2 separate regions of the Hordeum vulgare genome follow, and region 1 is linked to region 2. A link is a contact called in public Hi-C data. All regions are on one chromosome and are shown on one strand. Each heading gives the region's core, a stretch centred on a gene start, on an enhancer-like site or on the middle of the called end of the contact. The rest is flanking DNA. Distances are from core to core; before and after follow the strand shown.

Region 1 (6,180 bases), core at 1,151-3,650, 300 kb before region 2:
CTGACTTTCTTTCAGTGTTTATAGTTAGGACCGACTCGCATCATTATTTATCCCATTTTTATGCATGTCGGTAGGATAGTATTTCGTAAAGATCTTGCAGGACACCTGAAAAAATTAGATATATTTTCACGCCCTAATATATTGTACAGCTGGAAAATAGCGATATAAATTATCTTGCCATGATCTTACATTGCATTTATTAGCAATAACATTTGATGTAGACCTTACTGTCATCTGTGGACATGCTCGACGTGTTGCATCAGAACTTTCAGATTTTCGCTAAGTAACATTATCGGTTTTGAAAATTGATTTTATTTGTTACTCATTTCCAGGGAAATATTTTATATGCTACTCAAGAAGCTGATTCACATTCGATTCTTCTGGAAATTTCTAAACTTTTCTTTGATGGATCTGTTGATCTACACTTTGCAAATTTTCTTCACATGGTCAAAACCATGTCAGAATCTGACTCCACAGTGGAACAAATTGAGTTTTTTATTGTCAACAATCAGAAGGTGCCTCCGTTGCCTGAACAGGAAGCTGCTTGGTCCTTTTCTTCGTCGTTTGTCGCCGAGGAAATATTTAGTTCCCCAACAGCTGAACTCCAACCTCCGGATGAACCCAGACACCCCCTCAAGCGTAAGAAAAACCCAGGAATCATTGGAAGCCACCCACCAAATAATCCTGAAACAGCACCTGATCTTGAAACCTCTTACGTAAGCCAGCAAGAGATAAAGGCGAATGATATTGCATCTTCACCAGAGCTTAGCAACCCTGTCAAGTGTGGACGCATGGAGGATACTTCCGTTCCCGTCAAGGTTGAAGGGGATAATGCCGTGAAAGAGGACTCAACAACAGAACATATGCTAGGCGTACAGAGTACTATGGAAGTTGATGATGAGCCTGCTTGTTTGGACTTGGAAGCAGGAAGCTCACCAAGTCTGATTGATGAAACTGATTTAACTGACGTTGATGAGAAACTCGCTGATGTTGCAGAAGATGGAAGCGAGTTAGGAGCTGGCACGCCTGGTAAAGCCACAGTTCACAAGCAAGATGAGCGGTTAAGAACCGGCAGGCTTGGTGAAGCTGCGGTACACCAATACCTTGTCAGGCAGCTGGGATCTAGCAATGTCAAGTGGGTGAACGAAGAGAAGGAATCTGGCCTCCCCTATGACATTGTCATCACGCCTGAGGGTGGCGCCGCAGAGTATGTGGAGGTGAAGGCGACCGTGACTTCAAACAAGGACTGGTTCCACATCACACCCAATGAATGGCAATTCGCGCTAGAGAAAGGGGATTCGTTCAGCATCGCCCATGTCGTCCTGAAAGGTTCAGAGAAAGCTAATATAATGATGATGAAGAATCCGCAGAAGCTCTGCCACCAGAAGGTGGACGACTTGAATTTTGCTCTTGTTATGTCGAAAAAGTATCGAAAACTCAATCAAATCTCAGTTTCGTTGAAGCCCGATGCCAAATCGCCGACCCCCGATGAATCTGCATCTTGATCGAGCCTTTTGTGATGCAACGATGCCTCCGTGATTTCTAACTCTTAGATTTTGTATATATCTGGTGTAGCACTGTAGCTCATGTGTAAAAAAGCGCTAGTGTAGCTCTCTAACCTGTGCTTCTGGCGGATGTTACTTGAACGTGTTTAGTGATGGCAATCTGATGAGTGGATGTCTGTCTCCAGTTTACGATTAACTTGTGCTATCCATCATTACCCCGCTAGAAAAACACAGCACTACTCCCTCGTTTCTAAATTTAGCACATTTTAGGTTTCTAAATATAACACATTTTAGAGGTTTCAATACAAACTACATATGGATGTATGTAGAGGGTGTTTGATTGGGCTTTCATCCGACTTTCGGTGGTTGGAAGCCCAACCAAACACTTCAGTAGACGTACTTTAGAGTGCAGATTTATTCATTTTATTTCGTATATAGTTTAAATTAATTTTTTTTAAATGGCTTATATTTAGAAAGCATCTAATAATATTATGGAGGTTGATGGAGAGCTCGCTGTTGGAGTAATATCTACCTTTGATGGGTTAAATATTTCTGTGCGGATGATGGTTGCATCAGCTGTTTAACATGCGCGTAGCAAGAACTTTGGTGGAGTGAGTGTTCAAGGGCGAAGTCAGATGAGAGGGCAGCTAGGGTCATCTTCTCCAAAGCAACAGTATTGCTATCTTTCATTGGATTCGATCGCCTCTGCAGGAATCCATTTTACCGTCAATGATGTGGCAGCAAGTTAATGATGTTTACTCGTTCGCCAAGAAATATTTACATGAAATTCACGTGAATCAAAATATCAGATAGAAGGTGAGGACCTAGCTTGATAAGCCAGAGTGGTCAAAGTCGTCTAACGCGATTCAGCAGCGAGCACGGCCGCTGGTCTGGTGAGTTGTCTCTGTCCATCTTCCGCTTCCAGCGCTGAGGATAGTTTCCCCTCACTTTCCCAACGACTAGTGCGTATGAGTTACCATGGACGGTGAGGCCAAGAGCGTGCATTTTGACCGTGTCCCATCACTATACAGGTAAATGCTCCGGAAATTCATCCATAACTACTTATTGAATGAGGTAGCTTGTGCCTGGATAGATCATTTGCTTGAGTTGATCAACAAGACAAGTACTGTGTTCCGCAAAAAGAAAAAAAAAAGAAAAAAAAGACAAGTATTGTGTTCAAAATCAAACCCAGGAAAATAACCCAGGAAAATAACCCAAAAAAAAAAAAACAAGACGAGAAAGAGTCAAATCCCTATTACGCAAAATATGACCCGGCGTCGATAGCCGTATTGCGGGTATGATATGCGAAGAACATATTTCTTGCCGATGCAAAATATGTTGGATTATAGATGGGTTTAGACCCGATAAGATAATGATTCCTAGTTAATCTCTATGGTCCATGTGGGTGTACGGTAAGTGGTGAAAGTTTAGTATCATACCGCTACAGTAGTAAGAATGATATCCTTTTATAAGGGTTGCTCTATCACATGCCATTAAAAGTTTGAAAAGAGAAGTTGTACACGCACGCTCCTCCTCCTATGCCGCCCGTCTCATCACGACGCGCGCAGACTTGGTCGTGGGTCTGGCCCTGGCCCATCTATCGATGACCTTTATAAGGAGACGCCGTTTGTGGAGTGAAACCTAATCCGTTCGTTCTCTCACTTTTTATACAACCCTAGATCGTGTGCTGCTTCCGGCGATCCCATCTCCACGACCTCGTTCACGGTTAGTCGGGAGAGCAGGCGCCTCCGAAACCCCGTCGTTTGAGATCCTACCCGGGAGAATGGCAATAAGGTTTTGGGGGAGCGTCTCGGCGAGACTTGCTCCGTCTCCGTTCTCCTCTGTTTCGACTACTTCTTGTCGTCGTTGCCGGCTGCTGCTACCGTCGTCGCGTTGCCTTGGCCAGCCGGAGGGTATGATAAGTTCATCCCTCATTTACTCGTTCTCGTGCTAGCCATATATGCCATGTTCATTGATATTTTGTTTCTATGTACTACACGTGCCAGTATGCTTAGTATTAGTGTGAAGTGCATACTGTATTTATCATGCTTGTTATTTGCTCGTGGATTAGTCTAATCGGGAAAGTGCTAATATTTCCAACAATCCAAAAGCCTTATTTTAGGCACTTTTCTATTCATGGCTTCACCGCTACACTGAAACTAGAAAAGTTTACTAGAACGCATTTTAAGCGTTGGTAGACGAGGACCACCTTGTGGCTCACAACTTTGAATGTGTTCTCGACCGGTGCTGTGGATCCCGCAGAACGATTGCTCCTGAACAGGAGAAGGCGTTCAGGGAGGCCACCACCGTCTTTGCGGGAGCCGTTCTTCCTATGATCGGAAACAAGTTGGTCGACACATATCTTCATATGCGCGTTACCAAAAACATGTGGGATGCACTCGAAGCTAAGTTCCGCGCAACCGATGCTGGAAGCGAACAGTATGCTATGAGCATTTCCATGATTACATGATGGTTAATAACCATCCTGTTTTGGACCAGGCTCATGAGATACAGTACCCTCGCTAAGGAGCTGGAGCTCTTGAAGTGTGAGTTATCGGACAAGTTTGTCGCGAGTTGTATTATTGTAAAACTCCCTCGTGGATGGAGGAACTTTGCTACTTCTCTCAAGCACTTAAGACGTGAATTCTCTGTTTAGGATGCCATCGTTCATCTAAGTGCCGAGCAGAACTAAGAGCAAAGGACTCACACGTGAAAGTGGTAGAGGGTTCTTCTAGTGCCAATGTGGTCCAGAAGAATTTTCACAAGTTCAAGGGAAAGAACTCTGTCCAGCAGAATACTACCTTCAAGAAGAAGGGTAAGAAGAAAGACAAAAAGAGCGATGGCTGCTTTACTTGTGGCTCAGAGGAACATTGGGCAAACAAGTGTCCAAACAAGTACAAGAAGTTAGGACATGACTCCAAGTCTATCAATGTGACTATGAGCAACACTAATGGGGCAACCGGGTATGCTAATTTGTCTATTGTACTTTCAATTTGTTAGTCCACCGATTGGTGTGGTGACACTGGGGCCAATATTCATGTGTGTGCTGATATGTCATTGTTCTCTTCTTATCAGGTCGCACGAGATTGCTCCATCCTGATGGGAAATGGCTCGCATGCTTCTGTTCATGGTGTTGACACGGTAGATCTGAAGTTTACTTTGGGAAAGATCGTGGCACTGAAGAATGTGCGGCATGTCCCCGCTATCAAGAAGAATCTCGTTAGTGGCTCCCTTCTATGTAAATAAGGGTTTAAGTTAGTATTCGAGTCTAATAAAGTAGCTGTATCTCGGTATGGACTGTTTGTTGGAAAAGGATATGATTGAGGAGGTTTGTTCCGCATTTCCCTAGCGGATTTTTGTAATAACGTTGTGAACCAAATTCATTCTAATGTGAACGAATGTGAGATTTGACATTCACGTCTTTGCCACACTAATTTCGGTTGTATGATGTGGCTAGCTAAGATGAATTTAATGTCGAGTTTCACTTTAGCGAGAGGCTCTAAGTGCCATGTGTATGTGCAAGCTAAGCAACCTCGTAAGCCTCACAAGGCTGCGAACGAGAGACACCTGGCATCGCTGGATCTCATACATTCAGATCTCTGCGAAATGAATGGTGTGTTGACTAAAGGAGGAAATAAATTTTTGATGATGTTGATTTATGATTCCACTAGATTTTGCTATGTGTATTTGTTAAATACTAAGGATGAGGCTCTACACTACTTTAAAATCTATAGGCAGAAGTTGGGAACCAACTTGAAAATAAAATAAAACGAGATCGGTTTGATCATGGTGGAGAGTACTTTTCTAATGAGTTCGATTTATTCTGTGTGAAGCATGTTATTATTCATGAGAGGACACTTCCGTACCCACCCGAGTCAAAAGGGGTTGCTGAACGGAAAAGACATACTCTTACAAATTTGGTTAACGCCATGTTAGATACATCGGGTTTATCCAAGGCATGGTAGGGGGAGGCTGTATTGACATCATGTCATGTCGTGAATAAAGATCCCACGGAGGATAATGGGACTACTCCATTTGAGCAATGGGAAAATAAAAGAAATACCCTCTCTTACTTGCACACTTGGAGCTGTTTGGCGAAAGTCAATGTGTCGATAACCAAAAAAGTAAGTTGGGACCAATGACCGTGGACTGTGTTTTTATGGCTTATGCGAAGCATAGCGTCGGCTATAGATTTCTATTGGTGAAATCTGATGTACACGACGTGAAGGTCGGTACGATCATGGGGTTTAAAGATGCTACATTCTTTGAGGATATTTTTGCCATGAGAGATATGTAAAGCACTTCTAGACTAGAATCTAATGAGGCTCGTGAACCTTCCATTTTGATGGAATATTATGAACACAAAGGTGATGAAAGTTCCACGGAGGATGATGAGGAAGCTCATGTTAGGAGAAAGAGACAAAGGACTGCAAAGTCTTTTGGTGATGATTTCCTCGTGTACCTCATGGATGATGACACTCCCACATCCATTTCAGAAGCCTATGCATCACCAGGTGCTGACTACTCGAAAGATGCGGTCCGTGGCGAGATGGGTTCCATCTTGGCTAACGGTACCTGGGAGATCACTGATCGTCCTTATGGTTGCCAACCATTGGGATGTAAGTGGGTGTTCAGTAAGAAGCTTACGCCCAATGGTATTGTTGAGAAGTACAAG
Region 2 (6,207 bases), core at 3,008-5,507:
GGAGTCCTAATGGAAACTTAGGGATATTAAGGTCTCCTTTTAATAGAGAACCGGAGCAAAGCATTAGCACATAGTGAATACATGAACTCCTCATACTATGGTCATCTCCGGGAATGGTTCCGGCTATTGTCACTCCGGGGTTTCCGGGTCATAACACATAGTAGGTGACGACGACTTGCAAGACAGGATCAAGAACACACATATATTGATGGAAACATAATAGGTTCAGATATGAAATCATGGCACTCGGGCCCTACTGACAAGCATTAAGCATAGCAAAGTAGTAGCAACATCAATCTCAGAACATAGTGGATACTAGGGATCAAACCCCATCAAAACTAACTCGATTACATGATAGATCTCATCCAACCCATCACCGTCCAGCAAGCCTACGATGAGATTACTCATGAACGGTGAAGAGCATCATGGAATTAGCGATGAAGGATGGTTGATGATGACGACGACGTCGATCTCCCCTCTCCGGAGCCCAGAACGGACTCCAGATCTGCCCTCCAGAGGAAGAACAGGTGGTGGAGGCGGCTCCGTATCGTAAAACACGATGAACTCTTCTCTCTTATTTTTTTTCTGGGCAAAATAGACTATATAGAGCTGGAGTTGGAGGCGGCAGAGCCACGAGGGCCTCACAAGCCTGCCAGGCGCGGCCACGGGGGGCGCCTCCTGGGCTTGTGGGCTCCTGGCTCCGTCCCTCCAGGTAATTCTTGCGCCAGTATTTTTTATATATTCCACAAAAAATCCTCGTAAATTTCCACGTCATTCCGAGAACTTTTATTTCTGCACAAAAACAACACCATGGCAATTCTGCTGAAAACAGCGTGAGCCGGGTTAGTTCAATTCAAATCATGCAAATTAGAGTCCAAAACAAGGGCAAAAGAGTTTGGAAAAGTAGATACGATGGAGACGTATCAAGCACTCTTCCCGCCAGTCCCTCCGCGGGACCCCGATCATTCGGGCAACACAAAAAGACAATCATGTCACCACTATGCTGGTACGAGTGGATCCGTTTCAGCTTGCCGACTGGATACATGGAGCTCTGGGCCCATGATCATCCGAATCATCGAACAAATCTCCGCGAAAGGTATTCGATCTTACCGAATGTGAACTTACCAGCACGCTCGGACATTCAGGATTTGTTCCTCTTGAATCTGTAGTGGCTATCTAAGAGTCCGAATGACGTTGCGTCTGATGACAACCCATGTGTCTCCGAAACACCAAGGGGGTCATTCACTCGGCCAGAAAACCTCTACCGATTCGGGGGCTACTGACGGGGTTATACTTAAGGGGTGGGCCTACAGACCCGTTTCCATAGGGCCCACCTAAGTACCCGTAAGGACATCGGAGTCCTACAAGTCATCGAGATAGTCTCAACCTCATTCGATCATTGTGTTCTCACTCGGTCACGTGAGGTCACTCAGTCTACTTGGCAGCAATCGGACGCTCCCAGCACTCGGTCCATAGCAAGGCAGGGACAATGAAGGGACTGCAACGTCCAAGGACTTAAACACATGTGTGAAGGCCCATGAAGACCCGCGTTACCAGTAACGCCAGGGATTAAGGCCACTATTACTTGTCACTTCCCTATTTATTATCATTTATTGCCTTATAATTGTGCTCGACCGATCATGGCAGCTACTATATAAGCCACCCCCGAGCACCTACTCAAGGTTCAACACTTGTAATCTTTTACACCCCCTATAAGCAAACACCAGCCTCCGGGCTCGAGACGTAGGGCTATTACCACCTCCGAGTGGGGCCTGAACTCGTAAATCCGAGTGCATCCACTGCGCCTAGCTAGACTTCGCCCCTTAGTTCGTACCCTTGGTACTATTGTCAGGATCATTCTCGCGACAATAACAACATCCACGGATGTCGTCTCCCTCCTTGGATGTATCGTTGTGGAGCCGTTTGCCCTTCCTACCAACTACCATGAGATCTCCGGGTGAAAACCTAAGATCAGGCGGTGCCAGATCGGGTGACGACGGTGTCCTCAACATCGTTTTCTCCTTGGGGGCGTCACCTAGGAGATCCCGACGATGGATTCCGATGGTGGGCACAATTGATGGTAGATCTTGGGTTTGTGGTGCTGTCGACGGATCATTTTTCTTTCTTTTCTTTTTTGCGCTGCCCTTTTGCGGTGCTTTCCTCCTCTAAGGATTCTTGTAACACCCTCTTCTGATTAATGAATTTGGCAGTTGAACTGCCGACATTACAAAAAAATCTGATCGAAAGCTGTGGCAGAGGGGTCCTCTCTAGTTTCTTATTGGTCCATGCATCGGACTAGAGAAACCCTTGAAATTTGGGGCTCATCCCAAATTTCAGAAGCCGAAAGTATTAAATGTTGTGTTCACCGGTTCCTGATCATTTGGGGCTGCAATAAAATGTACCGTGGCATGTGTGGATATTCGGTGGGAATGTCGGCAAATGGCGCATGGTGAGCAGATTCAAACGGCCAAGGAAACGACCATGTCCATAAATCCTGTTGTCCTGAATTTGGCCAATGGTCATGCCAAACGAGGAAATGACATTTTAGACGGATGGCGGAACTCATGTGAAAAACGTAGCTTCAAGGGCAGAAGCTCCAGCAATGCGCCATGGTCTTAAATCACACTCGATCCGAAACGATGACACGAAGATTGCTGTCAATTGGCCACGAAGTATGTCGATGTCTACTTTGAACACAATTCGAGAGAAGACGGTGACGGGCAGCGCATTCTTAGCTAGTGTGACGAGACATCAGCCTTTTTTGTCACTTTGACGATCCTCTTGATTTTCTTGTGAAATATTGGGTGGACGATGCAACAAGTATTACTGGTAGCTCGTAAAGCCCATGTTCGAGTGTAAAAACAATGTGAACGTTTCGGTCTTTTTAGCAGCATATCCTCTGTTTTTTATTTTGATCTTAAGGCAGTATAACTGTGTAGACATTCCCAGTGCCACTGATTTCTGTCTTTTCTTCAGACGAGGCAACATCCCCCTGATCTGTTATAATCCTACGTTAATCTCGCTCTATCTACGGGGCGCACAGTAGGCTGGTCGGCGGTTCTGATTGCTTAGGCGATCCGAATGATTAAACAGTGACATTCTTGGTGTCCGATGATAGCAGTCTATGAAGATTGCTATCAACCGGCCAATGTGTCTGTCAAGATCTCTTTTGATCACAATCTGAGAGGGACTGACGGGCGCCAAATTCCCAGCCACAGCGACGAAGCATCAGCCTTTTATGTTGATCTGAACGGTGAACGCTCTTAAATTTCATACTGCTGCCACACCACATGATTTGCTGAAACGTGATACGTATTCGAACTTCGCACATTATTTTCCTAACAGGATTTGCACCGAGCAGCGTAACACAATGTGCGTATGTATTCGAACTGCACGTTTCTCTTGCTCGCAAATTTTTCAAAATTACAAGGGAGAAGGGAATAGAAAAGAACTCCATGTTCGCGCGATCGCGATCCGGCGGCTGCTACTCATGAGCTGACCCTCACCTTGCTGCCGCAGCAGCCGCCGCCGGAGCCGCCGTGGCCGGCCGGCCTGCCCTTCTTGTCGGCGTCGGTGCGGTCGAGAAACTCGCGGTTCTCCTTCCACACCTCGCCGTCGTCGTACACCTCCTTCTTCCAGATGGGCACGGAGGCCTTGATCTCGTCGATCACGTAGCGGCACGCGTCCATGGCGTCCGCGCGGTGCACCGCCGAGGCCGCCACGAACACGCTGGCCTCGCCGGCGGGGACCGTCCCGAGGCGGTGCGCCACGGCCAGCCGGCACAGCGCGTGGGCCGCGCGGGCCTCGCGGAGGATGGCCTCGAGCCGGCGCCGCGCCATGGACCCGTACGCCTCGTACCGCAGCTCCACCACGCGCCTCCCGTCGAAGTGGTCCCGCGTGGTGCCCTCGAAGGTGGCGATGGCGCCCGCCGACAGGTCGCGGACGTGGTCCACGTACCGGCCCATGTCCAGCCGGCCCGATCCCTCGTCCAGGATCTCCACCAGGTCCTGGCACGCCGCCTCCGTCGTCGGGGCCTCGTCGCCGGCCATCGAGGGGAGCTTGTGCGCCCGCGCTGCTGGTGCTTGGATCACGGAGCTCGGGCGCTCGAAGTCGTCGGTGGCGCAGCGAGATAAGGTTTGGTGGAGGAGAGGAGAGGAGAGGAGAGGAACCACGGAAGTGCCCTGCGGCTTTCTTATTTTATATTTTATCATCCTGCTCCCAGCATCGGAGACTTTTTTTTTAATTCGATTTCGGCCTCAAGCGGCACAGTATTTCCAGATACTGCCTATTTGGGACTTCTCTAATTCATATAAAATACAGTTCCGTTTCATTAAATTCATTTTAAAACGGTTTCACACGGAAATTGTAACTCTCTTAAAAAAATTGTTTGGCTTTCATCCAGCTATAATTTTAAAAATGAAAATTTTGATTAAAAAATATATCTGACTGAATGAGTAAGAAAAAAATTGAAGAAGTATCCATTTACTGATGATAGCAGTGGGTAATTTTCTGCCAGCTTCAGTTTTTATATTTTTTTCAAAACATCTTTTAAAAAACTTCATAAAAGATATGAAGTTGTGTCTTAGATTTTAGTTTTTATACGAAGCGACAAGTAATGAAGATATCTTGTTTGACTTGTGTTTTTAGAGCTGAACTAAATTTTAAGAAACGGAATAGTTTCAAACAGGCCTAACTATGTAGCAGTGTAAGTCAGATTTGTCGCTCAATGAACACAGCGGAAGAAAAAGAAAGTAGTCCTACGAGCGAGCATGTCAGATATAGCAAAGTTCGTCCTGATTACTTGCGATCATGTGCACTCCCGTCCCGTGCGATTGAGATCGAATGGCTCTGCCTGCGGTGAGCAATCAATGGGTTGACTCAGTCCAAACCTGCTACAAATGTCTGCCTCGAAGAATTGAACCAGCTACTCCAGTACACAGGGAGTATTTCATTGCTCTACTTTAATAGAACTTGTTGCACGGATAGAAATATAGAACACATCGCAGATGTTTTAACATTCAAAGCTGAGGAAAACTTAGTACCATAATTGCAAACGATGCTCGCGCTCCATTAAATTCATTTTAAATTCATTTTCAAACGGTTTCACACGGAAATTGTAACTCTCTTAAAAAAATTGTTTGGCTTTCATCCAGCTATAATTTTAAAAATGAAAATTTTGATTAAAAAATATATCTGACTGAATGAGTAAGAAAAAAATTGAAGAAGTATCCATTTACTGATGATAGCAGTGGGTAATTTTCTGCCAGCTTCAGTTTTTATATTTTTTTCAAAACATCTTTTAAAAAACTTCACAAAAGATATGAAGTTGTGTCTTAGATTTTAGTTTTTATACGAAGCGACAAGTAATGAAGATATCTTGTTTGACTTGTGTTTTTAGAGCGGAACTGAATTTTAAGAAACGGAATAGTTTCAAACAGGCCTAACTATGTAGCAGTGTAAGTCAGATTTGTCGCTCAATGAACACAGCGGAAGAAAAAGAAAGTAGTCCTACAAGCGAGCATGTCAGATATAGCAAAGTTCGTCCTGATTACTTGCGATCATGTGCACTCCCGTCCCGTGCGATTGAGATCGAATGGCTCTGCCTGCGGTGAGCAATCAATGGGTTGACTCAGTCCAAACCTGCTACAAATGTCTGCCTCGAAGAATTGAACCAGCTACTCCAGTACACACGGAGTATTTCATTGCTCTACTTCAATAGAACTTGTTGCACGGATAGAAATATAGAACACATCGCAGATGTTTTAACATTCAAAGCTGAGGAAAACTTAATACCATAATTGCAAACGATGCTCGCGCTCCAACTTAGCACCTTTCTCTTGTTCTTAGTTTTTGGAGGACTCCAAACACCTTCTCGTTTATGCAATCTGGATTTCAAAATCCCAGCCCACTGCATAATATGTCTTGATCGGTCTAGCCTCACGTGCATCGAATATTTTTCGGCATTCCCTATTTAGGGCTGCAGGCGTCCGTTACATTGCTAACGGGCTAAGATGATATGCTTGGGGATCGAACACAAGACCTAATGGTTCGCTGAGACCGCAGTAACCACTAGGCCATCAGATATATGCGACTACGTTTTTTCCTGTCGTCCATTTAATTCTCTTTTTTCTCTTTTTTCCTGTTTGCTACTGTGTTCGACGTTTTATTTATTTATTTATTTTCTCAAATGTGTGGATTATTTTTCTA

What was found. Hi-C and Micro-C count contacts between places; a contact is called where the count stands out from the background.
Region 1: a contact with region 2 is called in a Hi-C map of leaf, with 2.3 times the contacts expected there. The contact joins the enhancer-like site here to the promoter of LOC123395482 in region 2. A contact is called at or near these places in 2 of 6 Hi-C or Micro-C datasets (leaf and seedling).

The regions. Positions count from the first base shown.
Region 1 is chr5H:405,506,136-405,512,315 of MorexV3_pseudomolecules_assembly, reverse strand. LOC123395186 (protein NO VEIN-like) reads left to right here. Exons shown (of 11, transcript XM_045090126.1): 11 at 333-1,701. The coding sequence ends at 1,505. Among protein-coding and RNA genes, the nearest start is that of LOC123395186, 19 kb to the left of the region's middle. Within about 2 kb of position 2,400, at least 1 of the 3 cell types and tissues checked has open chromatin away from gene starts, as enhancers often do. A contact at or near this core is called in leaf, where this site is marked.
Region 2 is chr5H:405,211,158-405,217,364 of MorexV3_pseudomolecules_assembly, reverse strand. LOC123395482 (molybdopterin synthase catalytic subunit-like) reads right to left here and starts at 4,257. Exons shown (of 1, transcript XM_045090486.1): 1 at 3,364-4,257. The coding sequence starts at 4,211. The coding sequence ends at 3,489.